2 separate regions of the Oncorhynchus mykiss genome follow, and region 1 is linked to region 2. The links are chromatin contacts, called in public Hi-C maps. All regions are on one chromosome and are shown on one strand. Each heading gives the region's core, a stretch centred on a gene start, on an enhancer-like site or on the middle of the called end of the contact. The rest is flanking DNA. Distances are from core to core; before and after follow the strand shown. Region 1 holds the start of gtf2ird1 (general transcription factor II-I repeat domain-containing protein 1). Region 2 holds the start of LOC110533434 (myelin protein zero-like protein 1).

Evidence for each region. Hi-C and Micro-C count contacts between places; a contact is called where the count stands out from the background.
Region 1: a Hi-C map of liver shows a contact between it and region 2, with 3 times the contacts expected there. The contact joins the promoter of gtf2ird1 here to the promoter of LOC110533434 in region 2. A contact is called at or near these places in 2 of 3 Hi-C or Micro-C datasets (blood and liver).

What each region holds. Positions count from the first base shown.
Region 1 is chr10:17,693,196-17,698,804 of USDA_OmykA_1.1, forward strand. It overlaps gtf2ird1 (general transcription factor II-I repeat domain-containing protein 1), which reads left to right and starts at 3,165. Exons shown (of 26, transcript XM_021617643.2): 1 at 3,165-3,494. clip2 (CAP-Gly domain-containing linker protein 2) reads left to right here. Exons shown (of 19, transcript XM_036989823.1): 19 at 673-2,318. The coding sequence ends at 684.
Region 2 is chr10:17,543,611-17,548,770 of USDA_OmykA_1.1, forward strand. It overlaps LOC110533434 (myelin protein zero-like protein 1), which reads right to left and starts at 2,012. Exons shown (of 6, transcript XM_021617630.2): 1 at 1,725-2,012. The coding sequence starts at 1,797.

The DNA of each region.
Region 1 (5,609 bases), core at 1,915-4,414, 150 kb after region 2:
GCTAGTAATAGTTTATAATAGCAATAAGGCACCTCAGGGGTTTGTGTTATATGGCCAATATACCACGGCTAAGGGCTGTATCCAGCAGGTATGTTGCATGTTGCGTCGTGCATAAGAAAAGCCCTTAGCCGTGGTATATTGGCCATATACCACACCTCCTATATCAATCACGCATGTTATATGTCACATCAATTAAATGTATCTTAGCTACATAGATCAGTTAAATATAAACTCACTGTCTAGAGATGCACTGAATGCATGCTGCACTTTTTTATTCGTTATTGCCATTCCCACAATGAGTTACATAAATACAACATTAATGGCTTGCTTACCAAACACAGATAAAGCCTAGTTCTAGACCGGGGCAGGCAGCCCTGGTCCTGGAGTGCCGCAAGAACTTCTTGTTTTGGATTTAACTGGCCTAGAAGACCAGGTGTGTTGAATTTAGACCATCACTGAACTGATCAATTAGCTCAGTTGGTCAGGTGTGGTGCCTAATTGGAACAAAATCCTGCGGCACTCCAGGAACAGGGTTGCCTATCTGTTCTAGACTTAAAAGCATGCTCAATAGAGAATCTCCATTTCATCTGTGCCATAAATTAATATTCTGAAGTATGTATTTGATAGATTATTTGAACTTTTTCTTCTTCAACTTCATGGCTTCCTCCCCAGGAACAACACTAATATAGGAGAAGAAGAGCCCATCTTGAATTGGGGAAATGCATAGCTACATTTTAAAAGAAAAATAAGTCACTACGACGTTAAGACTTGGGACTAGTACTCCATTGGACTCCAGACGCCATTTTCTGTTTACAGTTACTACCAAAACAATGACTACCAAAACAATGATTCTCAATATGTACATTTAATCTGTTGCAAAAAATAAAATCACCCATTAGCCAATCTTAAGACAGATCAAAGATACTGTAAAATGGACATGGAGGTGAATAATAAATCGGTACGACCTTTATAAACTGATACCTACCCTGCAGACTACCTCCAAGGATGGTATTGGACATGGGAGAACCTTTTATGGTAGTTTATTAGAGATCATGACCCTACAACTCATGAGAAACTATTTTGTGAATTACTTATTGTGACTCCAGAGAATGGAATGACTCTGGTGTCTGATTGAAAGCAAAGAAGAAGAATTTGGCTTCAATCCACCACTTTTTGTTATTTATTTGCCACACTGCTTTTGATCCTTCTTAGAGTACTGTAGCTGATTTGATTTGGCCAGTTACGTTCAGAACAATTTTCTCAAGCTCCTCCATGTTCAAGGACTCATGCTCTGTAGCGAACGTGAATGAAACGATTATCCTGCTGGATTTTGGCTGATGTTGTGAAATAGCTGCATTATCAGAATTGTGCATACTGTAAACGTGTATTTAGCCAACTGAACCAATCCAACTCAGCGCCGTATTTGCATTAAATAGCTATCAGTTTAATGGTTTACTAATTTGAACTGAGTTATCCATTAATTTCACTATGGCTTCACTAGATAGTGGTAAACCGTACCACTTTGTAGTGTTTCCGTAAACAGGGGTTTTAAAAAAATACCAGTATTAACTTCTTATTGTTGATCATTTATCTAAAGACATTTGACCATGCCATGGGATCACTTTGTCCTTTGATTAGAGTAGGCCACTCAAGGGCTGTTTGGAGCACAATCCAAACAATGGAATGTTCTAATATGTATCCCAAATGGCACACTGTTCCCAATATAGTGCACTACTTCTGAGTAGAGCCCTATGGACCCTGGTCAAAAGTAGTGAAATATAGTGCCATTTATGACACAACCCTACTGTAACTGCTCCCTCCCTTGGTTGAAGAACACACATCTGGATGACGTTTAAACAAATCCTAATCATAACGTACAGAATTGATACATTATGGTCTTCCAAATGATATTATCTCTGTTTAACAAGCCAACAGGGAAATACTAAGTGTAGGCCATTACTGTATTTACGGGATATTGGTTGACATTCTGGTCTGTCTCAAATGGCACCCTATTCCCTATATAGTGCACTACTTTTTGGCACTGGTCAAAAGTAGTGCACAATATAGAGAATAGCATGCCATTTGAAATGCACTGTCTTTGGAGAACATTATCTTGATGTGAGTAATGTGGAATGTAAGACTTGGGATTGACATTGCTTGGACAAAGTGTTGGGCTGGCCCTCGCTCAGCGAAACTGAAGCTACAAACTGTCATTGGAAAATGTATATTGCCTTTTTTCAGATGGGAAACACTTCATACCCTTTATTGCTGTAATGATTTCTGAGATTGAGTCATTAAATATTAACAATGTGGGAAAAGGATTGTGGTGTTTTATTTCAAGTGGACATTTGATGGTCTTTTCTGAAGTTTTGTTATGCCTTTATTGAACACTTATTAACCTTTAAGTACAATCACTCACAAATAAATACTGTTGCACATGCACATTAGCACACACCAAACACTAAGCTCCCACTGCTGACTGTGTAAACAATTTGGCTCACTTGTGGAAGTGATGGATATCATTCATGGAACATTTTCCAAAGTAGAGGCTGTGAAGTGAGGGGGTGAAAAAAGTGTAGCAACAAATGGTTTGAAGGTTTCCAGAAATGTATTTCTACAAGTGGGACCTGAGAGTAAAATACTGCTCTCAGAACACTAGGGGCAAAGTAAACTGCTATTCATGATTTATGTACTTGGCCAATGTAACCAATAAAGCGAGCAGGATCACATGCATAGGGACAGTTATGGCACTGCTCAGGTGGCTGACCAAAATAGTTCACAATTAAACTCTTGATATCATACAGAGGTATTGTATTGCTATCCTAATGCATTATTTAGGTGTTCCCTTTTTCACTATTGTAGAGTCAATACCAATAATTCACCGACATTATTAACCTGTCAATTAATACATTGTCCACTATAATAAATATTATTATATTAGTCAATTCGTGTTAATAGTAATTTCGGTGCAGTCTAGTCTAAATGTTTTGTAAGGCTATTTAGTAAAATGTTTAATGCTGACTGGTATATTTGTTTTTACCAGAGGTTTAAATCTGAAAAGTGAAATATCCTGTTTGTTTTTGTCGCATCACGTCCTTCTCCGGACGAGTTTCCCCCATTGAGGTAGTTCCCCCCCATGGTTTCCCAGAGGTTGCTTAATCCTATATGTAAATTACAGCCAATAGATGCTGTTGTTGAGTTGGGCTGGGATTAGCGGAGGCGAATGACTTTCAATTTTACTGGATTACAGAACAAAGGGGAAAGGGGACATACTCCACTGTTAAAGAAAAGAGAGAGAAACGGGGAAAATGGACAAATAATCTCGGCGATAACATTTTGCAATCGATTTTGTGCCATAATGCTTCAGATCACAAGGTTTCGAAAACACGATAATGCTACATTTTAGATGGGAATTCTACAGTTGCGGTTGGATTAAACGGGGAATAACCTTATTACGGGATTGACAGCATAACGACATTTAAACGTTGTTTTTGGTAAGGTATGCCTCATGCTATTGTAATATTTATTAACTTCGAACAGAAAACCGTGTTTTGTGAGCACGTGACTTTATGACTGTACAAATTGTGAAATTACAGATTATAATTCTGGGGGAGGAGATGGGCCAGTTAGCTAACCCGTTATTGTGGCTAGCTAGCTAATTCGTCGATTGAATCATCTCGCGATTTCTTTAGCTATATATCTAGCTAGATGCAAATAAATGGTATGAGCTCATTTACATTTCTGTAGCTAGCTAAACGGTGTAACGTTACATCGTTATATTCGCAGCGAGCCAACTGCAACTAAATTCTGCACACTGATACGAGAAGTCTTGTTTTGGCGTGCGCATCGTTGGATAAATGTAGCTATATTGATAGCCAACATTATCAAGAAAGAAAGGTAGCTAGATAATATAGCTAGCCAGCCCTCCGGTCGTGTTTTTGTTGCCTGCAGATGGCACATTACAGTTTGAGGATACATTAAGACCTTATTCAAGACCACGTCAACCATTTTACTTTGGTGGTAGCTTGCTAGTTTAGTTAGCTACAGTAACTAGTTAATTAAATTACTCAGCAGCGAGCGTTTTGTTCAATCATGTCAATATTTTCTAGCTAGCTAACGGTAGTTAGCCAGACCACATTCATTGTTGGTTGAACAACGCTTTCACAACTGTCTTGCTCAATTTTGTCAAATATATTTATTTCATCTGTGGCAGTTTGGTCTTCCCTATCTCATTTAGCTAGCTAACGTGACTCTTGCGTTCTACTTTTCTGTAACATTGGCTAGTTAGCTACAGTCAGGATCCAAACCTCCCCAATGAATGTAGCTAGCTAATCTGGAGTTGGGCGTGTAGCTGATTGTCATGTCATGAACACATCACTGAAGTTCACCTGAAACAAGCTTCACATGCAGTTTACCTAAGAGCCACATCCTAATGCATGCAAGGTCTTCTGACATTACCTGAGACGTGTGTAAAGGCAGCTAGCTACAGTAGCCAATCCCCATGCTGTCTCAGTAAATGTTTCAAGCGGTAACTCCATATAGCCTACTCATTCTCCAGTAACGTTAGGTGATAGGAAGGTAGCTAGCTAGGAGCTTGAACAAATACAATTAAAATTGCTCGCTAAAATTAAAAAAATAGAATTTTTGTGGATCTTGTGCCTTTTATTTCTTCGCAATCCAGGGATGGAAGGTGTTGCTGAACTCTTATGCCACAACAATTTACGGCAAATCGAGAAAATGTAAATATTCTTATTAAACTGCTTTTTTCATCTTCATTCTTGGTAGTTAATGCCAAAGCAGCCCATTTAATGCCACAACACTTCTGGCAGCTACTCACCCCAACTATAGTGACACATTTTCATTGAATCTAATGAGCTGCTTTAACATTAGCTATAGCCTAGCATGCTGACAGAAAAGTTTAATAAAAAACTAGCCCTATTTCAATCTTCTCCGTTTGCCGTAAATTGTTGTGGGATTATTAGGAGTACAACATCACCTTCTATTCCTGGATTGAAGCACGTTTTTAAACCATTTCAATACAGTTGAAGTACCCTAAGGTGCAATTGCAAATATGGGCATAAGGACATTTCAACCCAGAAGGAGAGCATATCTTCTGGACAAACTGTTTTGGCTAGATCTTCACCCCGCGCCAGGTTGTCACTTCCAATAATTAGCCTAAACTCTGCAACAAAGTAACTGTGATTTTAAACGTATTTTGTGAAAGCCACAGGTCCATTTCAATTATTAGGACTTTATCTTTCCTATTTTTGAATGATCCCAATATTTTATTTCACCTGATGTTTTCCCTAGCTAGCTGAATTGCAGGCGTACTTGCTGTCATTTATCTAGATTGACACGTGGTTGTGGGTTTTCATTCCACCCTTGTACTTGATTGATTAATTAAGGTCACTAATTAGGAAGGAACTCCCCTCACCTAGTTGTTTAGGTCTTAATTGAAAGGAAAAACCCAAATCCCGCAGACACTCAGCCCTCCGTGGAATGAGTTTGACACCCCTGGCTATGTCTAGGCTCTAGGTCGTTCCATGTAGTTGAACTATTCCAGAACTAGTTGGATCTCCCAACCAGAGGAGATGTTCTCATGGCTCTGC
Region 2 (5,160 bases), core at 762-3,261:
ATGATCTTTGAATAGTCTCAAAGCACTTCATGATGACAGAAGTGAGTGCTACGGGGCAATAGTCAGTAAGTTCAGTTATCCTTGCCTTCTTGGGTACAGGAACAATGGTGGCAAACAGCAGACTGGGATAGGGAGAGATTGAATATGTCCGTAAACACACCAGCCAGCTTGTCTGCGCATGCTCTGAGGACGCGGCTAGGGATGGCGAGGGTTAACACTTTTAAACATCTTACTCACGTCGGCCATGGAGAAGAAGAGGCCCCAGTCCTTGGTTGTGGGCCACGTCGATGGCACTGTATTATACTCAGTGGGCAAAGAAGGTGTTTAGTTTATCTGGAATCAAGACATCGGTGTCCGTGACTGGTTTTCTTTTTGTAGTCCGTGACTGCCTGTAGACCCTGCCACATACATATCGTGTCTGAGGAGGGCCTTGTATGCATTGCGGAAGTTAGAGTAGCAGTGATCCAGTGTATTGCTCGCATGAGTGCTACAATCAATATGCTGATAGAATTTAGGTAGCCTTGTTCTCAAATCTGCTTTGTTAAATTCCCCGGCTACAATAAATGCAGCCTCAGGATATATGGTTTCAAGTTTGCATCAAGTCCAGTGAAGTTCCTTGAGGGCTGTTGTGGTATCGTCTTGAGGGAGGATATGACTGTGACAATAACCGACGAGAATTCTCTTGGGAAATAATATGGTCGACATTTGATTATGAGGATTTCTAGGTCAGGTGAACAAATGGACATCAGTTCGTTCCTGTGTGTTGTTACGATTCGTGAGTCGTTAATCATGAAGCATACACCCCCGCCCTTCTTCCCAGAGAGATGTTTATTTCTGTTGGCGCGACATTTGCTTCTTAATCTATGTTGTTAACTAGATTGGCATAGGTAAAATCGGGTTGGTCATCAGAGTTCTGTACCTATTTGGCAACATCTTCTCCATTTATAAAGAGCCAGGTCAGGGAGGAAGGCATGCAGTGTGACAAAAACATGCTGACAGCATAGAATGCAATAATAAAACAGGTGGACCCTTTCCCTTAAAGCCTTTGAATTTCAACCCAACACAGACTGGGAAAGCAACACACAAATGGAAACCAAGTCCATTGGAAGCAATATTATTGTTGTATCTCAAAAGTGTAGTAGACCACAAATGATGCGCTACAATAATCACGTCTCAGATTTTATAACTTCTTATAAAAAATTAAATGAGCTAGGTAAAATATGTTTAACTTGCTGTCCACAGACTATGAATCCGTCATATTTAGCCAATAAGTTGGTCAATTCTTACACATCATGACAAAACAATAGATTCAGAAATGTTTAGTTAATTACATGAACAACACGTGACACGTTTCACAACAACAGGCGCTTCCTCGCGTCTCTGTATTTTGATATTATTTGGTTTTATGTTAGGTAGCTAGGTTAGCATTCCTAGCTAGCTACCAACAAACTAAGCTAACCAGACCCTAAGTCAAGAATGTAACTAGCTAGCTAACTGGCACTCTATAGTTCATAGATACATTACACACACCTTGATTTGAAATACGACTATCGTAGCAAGTCACGCACAACTAGCTAACTATCGTCTATTTAGCTAGCCAGTTAACTAATGCATAATTTGCTAGCGGCTAGTTAGCATGCAAACTACTATAGCTACTGGCTAGCTAACAACTATAGCGATCATGTTATTAGCTTCTTTTAAAAGGTATACAGTAAGTTACTTACCGAAAAAGAGACATAACGTTATTCCATATAGTAAAACACAATTGCACGCGAGGTTTCTCCTCCTTAGCTCCATAATTTAGAACGCATCAATATCTCCCCCTCCCTGTTTTTTGGTCCAACATTAGCCAACGTTCAGCTGCTCAAAGCACCCTCCTCCTGTGTGTAAAAAAACACAGGAAAACGCACTAGCATGACTGGAAAGACGATGACATATAATGTGCACTCGATTTATCTCACGCGGAGCACCAGACGGTAAAGTTGCTTTAAAATCCCATGCACCAAAGTGGAAACACCACATTCGCACGTGATCTGAAGTAAATAGAGTTCACCTTCTCCCACATTGATTATTGGCAGTAATCTCAGTTCCAATGATGAAACTATGTAATCATTAATGAATTACAGTTAAAGAAAATCAAGTTCGAGAACATGGAAGAAGTTCGACATTACATCATTTTCCTGACGTGTTAAATGAAATCTCTGATAAAATTGCCATCCTGTGGGGACAAATGCAGTTTTCAGTGGCCTCAACAAGCCTGCAGCGATCGAGGCACCTCTGGAATCTTACATAGATTTGCAATATACTGTATATGCAGTGGCGATTTTAGCATGTAAATCATGGTGGCGCAAACTCAAAGCTACTACACAACACTAAACAAATCAATAATTGCACTATAACGGTAACAAACCGTTAGCCACTGATTCCTTCCAAACCACTCATTGTTGAATTTTCGATTTCAAACTTTTTGTGTAATGTTTATGTACCATGATACATTTCAAACGTGCTGAACAAATCGTTATATTGACAACGTCCATCCTAGCTCACTAATTTCTTAATCGAAATTACAGATTGTCTCTTATCCGCTCATCGTTCGCTTATTCCATAGTTTGAACATCTCCATTGTCAGTAGAAACTACATTTGTTTATGGGAGTCCGCCATATTAGCTATGTTTGGGGAAAAAAAGGCTGTAAATGAGGCTGAATTAACTGGTACTTGTCACGCCCTGACCTTAGAGATCCTTATTATTCTCTATGTTTGGTTAGGTCAGGGTGGGACTCGGGTGGGAAAGTCTATGTTTTCTATTTCTTTGTTTTGGCCGAGTGTGGGTCTCTAATTGGGGATCATATATAAGTTGTAATTTTCCTTTTGCATTTTGTGGGATCTTGTTTTCTGTTTAGTGTCTGTACCTGACAGAACTGTGCGTGGTCGTTTTCACTTTTGTTATTTTGTTTGAGTGTTTAAAAAAAAAAAAAAAAAAATCATGAATACTTTCCACGCTGCACTTTGGTCCTCTCCTTTCAACGAGAGCCGTTACAGAAGATCCCACCACCAAAGGACCAAGCAGCGTGGCCAGGAGGAGCAGGGATCCTGGGCGAAAAGAGAGTGGAGGACATCCTGGACCTGGGAGGAGGTAATGGCAGGGGACAAGACCCTGCCATGGAAGCAGGCGGAGGCAGCGATTGAGGAACGGCACCATGAAGACCAAGGAGCACTACAAACAGGTCAGGGGCAAAGTTGTGGAGAAGTACAGATCAGGGTTGGGTTATTAAAAAATATCAGAAACGTTGAGCATCCCACGGAGCACCATTAAATCCATTATTAAAAAGGGGAAAGAATATGGTACCACAACAAACCTGTCAAGAAGGCGGCCACCAAAACTCACGGACCAGGCATGGAGGGCATTAATCAGAGAGGCAAAAAAAAGACCAAAGATAACCCTGAAGGAGCTGCAAAGCTCCACAGCGGAGATTGGAGTATCTGTCCATAGGATCACTTTAAGCCGTACACTCCACAGAGCTGGGCTTTACAGAAGAGTGGCCAGAAAAAAAGCCATTGCTTAAAGAAAAAAATAACCAAGCATGTTTGGTGTTCGCCAAAAGGCATGTGGGAGACTCCCCAAACATATGGAAGAAAGTACTCTGGTCAGATGAGGCTAAAATTGAGCTTTTTGGCATCAAGGAAAACGCTATGTCTAGCGCAAACCCGACACCTCTCATCACCCCGAGAACATGCTGTGGGGATGTTTTTCATCGGCAGGGACTGGGAAACTGGTCAGAATTGAAGGAATGATGGATGGCACTAAATAGAGGGAAATTATTGAGGGAAACCTGTTTCAGTCTTCCAGAGATTTGAGACTGGGACGGAGGTTCACCTTCCAGCAGGACAATGACACTAAGCATACTGCTAAAGCAACAATCGAATGGTTTAAGGGGAAACATTTAAATGTCTTGGAATGGCCTAGTCAAAGCCCAGACCTCAATCCAATTGAGAATCTGTGGTATGACTTAAAGATTGCTGTACACCAGCGGAACCCATCCAATTTGAAGGAGATGAAGCAGTTTTGCCTTGAAGAATGGGCAAAAATCCCAGTGGCTAGATGTGCCAAGCTTATAGAGACATACCCCAAGAGACTTGCAGCTGTAATTGCTGCAAAAGGTGGCTCTACAAAGTATTGACTTTGGGGGGTGAATAGTTATGCACGCTCAAGTTGTCTGTTTTTTTTGTTGGTCTTATTTCTTGTTTGTTTCACAAATACACACATTTTGCATCTTCAAAGTGGTAGGCATTTTGTGTAAATCAAATGATACAAACCCCCCAAAAATCCATTTTAATTCCAGGATGTAAGGCAACAAAATAGGAAAAATGCTAAGGGGTGAATACTTTCGCAAGCCACTGTATAGAATTACATTAAAAGGGTGTCCCTGACACCACTTACAATATAAACTATAAAGGCATTACTATAAGTTTACTACACATAAAGGGCCTGATCTAAAGCACCACTAGGTGTCAGTGGTAACACATTAATGACTAGTGCATTACTTCATAACTGAATGGTGGAATCTCTCTGGTGTCTTGTGGGATTCAGTAAGAGTGGGGCATAATACTGAAGTAACATGCCCTGGCGCCATTTTAGGCTTAACTAACTAATAACCACTAACTCTCATAACAGGACTAATATACTGAAAAGGCACACTTAAGTGCTATAACAACCTAAATAGTATACATAGGCATACACAAACATAATACATTGGGTGTATAACAACTCCTTTATGTAGCTAAATAACTCCTATGACTGCGACCCGTTGTCCACTAATTACAGACTATGACAGACGGGTCGCGGTTGTTGTTTTTACAGTCACACTGTGGCAGGAAAATAGATCCATGAAGGGAACATGGATCACTCTCAGCTTGAGTTCTGGTTAAGTAAATATGAGGATGGCTCACCTAGGGAGCTCTACACTCACAATTACACTTAGTTCAGGACCTGAATGGGCATTCTTATGGAGAACTGAAATGTCTTAGTCAACTAAATTGAGATCAAATTCATCTGAAACTCTTGACTTGCTCTGGCTACTCCCAGGGTTGGACGGGGCAGTGAATTTCCTCAAAGGGTGTCCCTGACAATTGGAAGATGAGTGAGATTTGAGAATCATCCT